Linked DNA regions of Hordeum vulgare: region 1 is linked to region 2. A link is a contact called in public Hi-C data. All regions are on one chromosome and are shown on one strand. Each heading gives the region's core, a stretch centred on a gene start, on an enhancer-like site or on the middle of the called end of the contact. The rest is flanking DNA. Distances are from core to core; before and after follow the strand shown. Region 1 holds the start of LOC123434274 (zinc finger CCCH domain-containing protein 19-like). Region 2 has its middle 160 kb from the start of LOC123434242.

Region 1 (3,944 bases), core at 1,134-3,633, 540 kb before region 2:
GCTGCAACCTCACCACTTAACCATGTCTCACCCATTAAGCTTTGCTAGTCTTGATACCTTTGGAAATGAGATTGCTGAGTCCCCTATGGCTCACAGATTACTACAACACCAGTTGCAGGTACAGGTAAATGTTACTTGACGCAAGCGCGTTGATTGTTCATTTGGAGTTGCTTCTTTTTCTTCTTCATCATCGATCTAGGATGGGTTCCAGCCCGACAGCTTGGGATAGCAAGGATGGACGTCGTTCTTCTTTTCTCGTTTGTTTTCGTCCGTAGTCGGACCCTACTCTTACTCTTGATGATTATGTAATGTACTGATGTGACTCTGATGTAGCTTGTGGCGAGTGTAAGCCAATTCTATTATATATATCTCTTCTTTTCAGTACATGTACTTGTAACGATATCCATTCTTGCGACACGACGAGATGCGCTTCTATCCCTGACGAGGCCTTCGTGCCAAATTGAGGATAGGGTCGCATCTTGGGCGTGACATGCGCACAAGCCGAGAGAGGCCAACACCGGCCTTCGAGCTGCGTTGACGGGGAAACAGCGGTTGCAGATCCGGAGTTGCCCCCGGTCTCCACATTGGACTGCTCCAAGATGATGTAGAGGGCAAGCTCATAGTCCAGATCTAGGTCGGAGTTGAAGCGGCTAACGGAGCTCGATATTGCGTCAGATTCGATTAGAATCGGTGCACGGAGAGGAGAGGACGGAGCAAGAGAGGAGAGTGATTGAGCTAGGGTTTCGGAGCAATGAGCCGGATGGAGTTTCTTGTGGGACAACCATGTTGTTGGTGATGGGTCGGGCTTGTCATGCAGATGCGCCCGAGCGCGCCCGGGCCACCCCATATCCGCCCCATATTTGGGCTAGATATGAGGGGCGACGGTCAGCCTAGACGTTTGAGGTCCGTTTGAGGCATCCGTCTAGGTCAAAAAATTATGACTCGTTAATAACCGGGTGGGCTGCCCGAACGTTTGAGGCCGGTTTGGGACGCGTGAGTGTAGATGCTCTTAGCTGCCACCGCTGCCTTGGCCCCCATCATCAGTTTTTAGGTTTTTCTTTTTCTAACGACGTCGATGAGATAGTAGCGATGATGATGTGTTGGAATAAGGTTTATCCGGTCTCTCTTTATCTCGACAACGTTGGCTTGTAAGAGTTTGTGTCTCTAGATCTTTGGTTTTCTTTGAATTTTGGCAATTCATGTGCCTTACGAAGAGAGTTGTTGCCTCACTATTAGCATGACAACTTAGCATGACAACTTCCACAACCTTTTTCGTGTTATTCTCCGACTTGGTCCGGTTCTTCAATCATTTGAATATGTGTTGGTGGATTGTAAGCCTTTTTTTGTATGGGATGATACTCTAACCAATGTCGTTGTAAAAATTTGTAATCGTCTGAAGGGACAAGTACCAAATTACAGTCTTTAAAAAAAGGTATGATGAGAGCGTTCGTAGATGTCGTTTCCCTTTGTCGTTGGTTCAATATAGTTTCTAATCTTTAATAAATGTCGTAAGGAAGACGACTAGTATATTTTTCACTGAAAATTTATTTGTTTTATCGATTGTTCTACGTCTAGTTGTCTATTCACTGTATATGCTTTTGCTTTTTTTGTATATATTAATCAAGTGTAAGATGCCCTTTAGATATCTTTAGATAAGGAAAACAATAATAATAGCAAAGACGTGTCAAGTTTAGAAGTGCAGTCCTACGTCGCGAGAAACGCCACGACAGTCAACATCCGTCATCTAATTTTCTACGCCTAGCATACAGAATAAGCATATATTAATTTAAACAAAGTATACAAGCAAACCTTGACAACTCCTCGAATCCTCTTGCTGCTATTCGAACCACAACCATTAGGAGACACGGAGGAAATGGCGCATTCAACAGCGAGAGCCGCGCACATGTTACGCGTGCCATTCATAAACTACATGGAAGTCGCGGATGTGGAGTATACAAACAGATCACAGTGCATGTGCCAGATTCCGGAGACCTGTGTTGTATGCTGATCATGTTCCATCGTCCCCCGTAGCCTCTCTCTACTGACCTCGAGGGGATGGCTCAGCTTGAACTTGATCGGCAACGGTAGGTAAACGGCGGGGGATGGGCCTCGGCCGACCGATCGGCAACGAGCAACAAACCACGTCCATCCTCGGCCACCAGTAACCGCCTCCGGGCCAATCGCGCGGCGGGGAAGGGTCCGGGGACCACGCCCGAAAAAGCGCGGCCCCACCGCACCACGCCCCCCCACTTCCCTTTTCCGTTCCGCCTCATGCGTCGCTTCCTGGCGCGCACCTCCCTCACCCACCACTCCGCCCCCGATCGTTGGGGAGTTTTACGCGGATGCCCCGGGGTTAATTACCGCCACCGCCCCGTCCTTTCTGCGTTTCGGCTCGGCTCGGCTCTCTCTGTGTCTCTCCCTCTCCCTCCACCTCGCTCGCTCGCTCGCTCGCTGTACTGTCTCCCCACGCGCTCGTGGTCGTACACCAACTCGACCAACCCGCGCGGATTGGGCCGCGGCGACGGGGGCGGGGTGGGAGAGGCTTTGCGAGCGCGCTGCTAGGGTTAGGGTTTTTGCCCTGGATTCGCGCGAGGCCGGCCCTGCCGACCCATGGACGCGGGCACGGGCCCCGCGGGGGAGATGCTCTCGCCCGGCGAGGCCGAGTGGCCACCCGAGCTGCGCCTCCCGCCGCCGCCTCCCATGCCCGAACCCGCACCTCCCGCCCCTCACCGTCTCACTGCGTGGCTGCACGCTCCTCCTGCCTCCAGCAAGGAGCCGTCCCCGCCTCGTCACACCGAGGGGTTTGACGACTCGCACTTCCTCGGCTCGATCATGGAGGCCGCGGACGGGGCCGGGGCCGGGGCCGTGGCCATGGTCCAGCAGCAGCAGGGACCAGCCGTGGATGGGGCAGCGGCGGCGGCGCCGGTAGAGGTGAAGAGGAAGAGAGGGAGGCCGCGGAAGAACAGGGACGGGGCGGTTGCCGCGCCTGCGCCGCCCAAACCAGTGAAGAAGAATGACGAGGAGGAGGTGGTGTGCTTTATCTGCTTCGACGGGGGCAGCCTCGTGGTTTGCGACCGCAGGTAGGCGCGCGCGCGATTACTAGCTTTATTTATTTATTTATTTATTTATTTACAATCTTCCTCCGTGTTCTGTGCGCGCCAGTGCGGGTTGGACTCATTGCTTCGACTAGGCTGAAAACCCTGTTCTGTGGCTGCAGGGGTTGCTCCAAGGTGTACCATCCTGCCTGCATCAAGCGCGACGAGTCGTTTTTCCGCTCCCGTGGCAAGTGGAATTGTGGTATGTCTCAAGTCATTCTAGTATTTGCATGTAGTATAATTTCAATATTAATTCATGCTGCATGTGCTGGATATTCCTAGGATATGTAGTCTTGCCTTCCCAAAACCTCCAACATGAATGCCCGATCGCATTCATCATACATGTAGAGTTAGTTTAGAGGATGCTTTTTTCAGCGATATAGCTTATGCCCAATTTGTGTTGAATCATTTCCACTTTTTTTACTACACATTTGTCATCATGATCAGTTGACTGTTGATGTGCACATTCCCTGTTATAAGTCTGTATATTGAAGTCGAAACAGATTTATGTGTTGAGTTTATGTACCAGAACTGGATATGCTCGGCTGGCATTACACCATATGCGGCAACACCAAGACGAAAAATAGCTGCTTTTTATTTATCGTATACGAGTACATTGTATGTGCATGCACCAACCTTTTAACTTCAGAAACTATAGTTCAATCTGACCTGTCCTTTCAATCTGACCTGTCCTGTTTCTTGATGTCACACGTGCCAGGGTGGCACATTTGCAGCAGCTGTGAGAAGGCAGTACAATACATGTGCTATACTTGTACTTACTCCCTCTGCAAGGGATGCGTCAAACAGGGCAAATTCTTTGGTGTTAGAGGGAACAAGGGCTTCTGTGAC
Region 2 (3,874 bases), core at 553-3,052:
GTGTCATCATCAGGGTGGTGAAGATGGTCGACCGGACTATGATTGAGTCTGGCTTCTTCCCATTCGTCTGGCGCTGGTTGTGGCGTTGGCGCGAATCCTGGGGCTTTTGTGCGTTGCGGATCCAGGAGACTAGAGGCCATAGCGGTGGATCTCGTGTTCCAAAGCTTCGCCGGATGTGGCGATGGCGGCCGGAGCGACGAAGGGGTTGGGACTATAGGCCCTGTTTTTAGGTTATGATTGGTGGTGATTCATCTACCTTCTCGGCTTTGGCATGCTCGAGCCATGGTGAAGGTATGAAGCTGTCTTTTCCGTGGGGATTGTCCCACCCGATATTCGGGGATCCAATCTCGGTTCCCCTCCAATGGGGTGGGAGGAACCTATATGCTTCCTCAAAAGCCATTAATGGCGATGTGGGAAGATGGCTCTTTTCTTGTAGATGAGTATAGTGTCGCTAAGTGGACCCCCGGCGTAAGGCTCATTCTTTTTTTGTTTGTTTAAACCTCTCTTGACGCATATATATTGGACAACACTACCCCTAGCCGATCTCATGTTCCTTAGCTGTAGGATCTCCTCTTATTTTATTCTATTACTTCTTCTACCTCCCGTTGCCCTGTGTCGCCGTAAAAACATTCGCGGGTGTCGCGCGCTGCAGTCTCGCTCCCCTACAGTCCTCCTCCTCCCTCGCCACCCTGCCTCCGTTCATCCGCACCGCCCATCGCCCCCTCGCTGGTCATCCTTACCAGCTGCAAAAAGAGCTATTTGCAGCTCCATGTAGTCGCCTTTTCCAACATTGATAGCCGCCCCTAGCCGCGCTCTAGCAACCAACCACGTTCTAGCAACCGCCTACGAGCTTGCAACACTTGACACCGACGGTCACTGCTCACCGGCCCGATGGTCGTAGTTCATAGCTCTGATCAGTCACCGGTTACAGCACCTCACCTCCGCCCGTCGTAGCATTTGCTTGCCGGTTGTAGCAGCAACAAAAATACGAGGGTCGTGCGATGTAGCAAAACACGGCATTGGTTGTAGCCGGACGGGGCATCGGTTGTAGCAATTCATGACACTCGTTGTAGCATGTAAGCAAAAAAGTACGTTGGTTCTTGAGATGTAGCAAAACTCGACGTCGGTTGTAGCTAAGTGGTGTGTCCGTTATAACATAATATGGTACCGATTGTAGCATGTAACATAAAACGTGACGTATGCAGCGTTGCTCGTAACAGTGTCGATGTCCTCGCAGCTCACGGTCATCATGCTCGCCGTCCATGATGGCAGCTCTCCTGGACACCGCTTGCAGCAGACCACGACGCGGTTCCAGCTTACGCCTAGGCCGGTTGCAACACGTCTCACTGTGGGTGCATCTTCTCCGGTGATAGATCGCCGCTCGTAGTTCATGCTCGTCGGAGCGTGCAGCACGACCCGAAGGGCAACGGGGTGTAGGGTCGCATGGCCAGGACGTCGCCCCAGGCGAGCGATTGTCCGTCGTGGCTGGTTGCGGCACGCAGTCCTAGCCCGTCCTGACTCGAGACCGATGACCTTACCTTCGAGCAACAGATGACTGATGTGTGGTGGGTGCCCATTGTTGGTGAATGCTTGGGAGGAAAGCTTAGATGAAGAAGGAAGAAAAGCAAAATGAACGGTTGGAAAAAAAACTACAAGAGGATAAGAAATGGAAGGTGTGAAACGTTTTCCATAAATATTCTACTTCAATTAAGTTTATATTACTATATAAAATGCACCGAGCATCCACTGGTACGAGTAGGACATAGCTCGGCGTCCAGGAGCAGGTCCACCGTGCAAGTGACGTCGCGGGTGCGGCAGCCACACGTCTTGGTCCTCAGTTCGTCACTGCCTGCACACGTGACAAAGATGGATGGCGACGGCGATCAATCGATCGATCTTTGGGGCCCGGGCCGTGAGGACAGGAGAGTGGTATCGCCACCCGAACGCCGTCACATCCGTACCGGTGGCCAAGCCGTTCTTCCTTATCGATATCACCTGCACCGAACCACTAGCACGTTGGCCCTCTTGATTAACAATCTTTATCTAATACTCCTGCCGTTCTACAATAAGTGGTCAGTGTACTAGTACTTGTTTGTTTGTGTTCTGTTTACTACAAAAACAAATACGAGCACAACTTTTGACTGCAAATGATGCCACACCGAGTTGGTGGCTGATCGCAACTGAGCACGCGCTTGGTTGAAAGATTCATGTTTTAGGACTAGCAGGCAGGAAGCAAGCCAATATTTCCAATAAGAATATCTTCGTTTTGGCACTATGTGGATCACGGAAAATCATTGAATTTTAAAAGATTCCAATCTTTTGATGTATATTTTCTGACGGGTGCGACGGACGGATCAACCAGATGATTTCCTATAGAAATCATCCGTGTAGCCAGCCGTTCGATGTGCGCTAGTGGACGTTCGATCTAGGGTAGCACCACGAGCCTCCGGTTGCTATCCATGGGAACATCGAGCGCATGACACCCCCCGACGAAACTTCATTGCAATCCCCACGACAAGACAAAGCTGGTGCGCAGAATGGACGACGCCGACGAAGCTCCAATGCAGCACCGGTGGAGCTCCATTGCAGCGTACAACCCCGACGACGCTCCATTCCAGCCCCCGATGACACTTCATTGCAGACTCGTTGAAGCACCGACGACTCCAGCAACGCGGCAAAGTTTCAATGGAGCACAACGGCATCCCTATGAAGCTCCAACGATGCACCAATGAAGGTTGCGTGGCGGTGCCAGCGACCACCGAAGCAAGCTGCGTCTCGCGCCAATAGCTTGCAGTCGTTGAGGGGACACTACATCTATGTTGCATCACAACACTGGCAACCAATGCGAAGAGCTGCATCGCAGCGCCGGGCAGCTTGTAGCCGCTTAGGGGTGTCACATCAAGGCACCGACAGACGCTGAAGAGCGCTATATCGCAGCTCCTCTTGTAGGAGTAGAGAAATGACCCGAGGATGTTGGGAGGGCAGGCGATAAGGGAGAGGTGCTCTCAGGGAAGGCCCTGAGCTCGTCGGAGGAGTGTGTGAGAGAGGATGCAGTCAACGGTGATTTGGAGAAGAAGAAACCCGAGACGAGAGGATAAGGTAGGTGCGGTGGTGGGGATAAGAATGAGGGGAAGGGAGAGCGCACGGGCAGGCAAGTCATGTGTCAAACGCTCGACGCGGCTTACAAGAAAGACATTTCAATCGGTTGATTTTTAATAATTTCCATATTTTTTCTATAGGTGTCCTTTGGCTCAAGAATTGTTCATACTCAAAAGCCCAACGAAACGTGGAAGCGTGAACAAGTCATAGTTGTTTATTATTGCGATAATTGTACTTTTAATCAAGAAGTTGTTTTAAAAAAAGGGATAGGGTCCCGATGGATCCACACATCCATTACATAAGTTTGAAAGCACAAATTACAGATTATAGCGAGTAGGAGGGCGGGTGTCAAGATTACAACATCATAAGAATGTACAACAATGATGATGACCTATGTGTGTGGGAAGGCGGTAGCTTAACAAACATCGTAAGATTGACACTACAGAGTGAGGGAGGGTTGACCTTAGTCATGCCAAATAGAAGTGCTCGAGCTCCTCTTGGGTTTAGTTGCCGCCCGTCGCCACGCTGGAAGGCGGTTGCAGTGGTGCAATGACGGGTATGCGAGATAGGAAGAGGAGGGGAGCGGCGACTCGCCTGAGTGGTGGGGGTAAGAAAGAGTTGGAGTTCATATGGGGTGAGTGTGTGTACGTCTGACATGATGTCCCCCTCGAACATCCATGGTTCTTCCCCACAACACATTGGATGAGGAAGTAACGGTTGTCATTGTAGATTATTGTCTGTTTTTTCAAAAAGAAAATTAATAAAAATATGTCAA

What was found. A called contact is a pair of places that touch in the nucleus more often than the background predicts.
Region 1: a contact with region 2 is called in a Hi-C map of leaf, with 5 times the contacts expected there. The contact joins the promoter of LOC123434274 here to the enhancer-like site in region 2. A contact is called at or near these places in 2 of 6 Hi-C or Micro-C datasets (leaf and seedling).

The regions. Positions count from the first base shown.
Region 1 is chr1H:331,421,196-331,425,139 of MorexV3_pseudomolecules_assembly, reverse strand. It overlaps LOC123434274 (zinc finger CCCH domain-containing protein 19-like), which reads left to right and starts at 2,383. Exons shown (of 11, transcript XM_045115502.1): 1 at 2,383-3,080; 2 at 3,218-3,297; 3 at 3,814-3,944. The coding sequence starts at 2,611.
Region 2 is chr1H:330,885,394-330,889,267 of MorexV3_pseudomolecules_assembly, reverse strand. No RefSeq gene overlaps it. Among protein-coding and RNA genes, the nearest start is that of LOC123434242, 160 kb to the right of the region's middle. Within about 2 kb of position 1,802, at least 3 of the 3 cell types and tissues checked have open chromatin away from gene starts, as enhancers often do. A contact at or near this core is called in leaf and seedling, where this site is marked.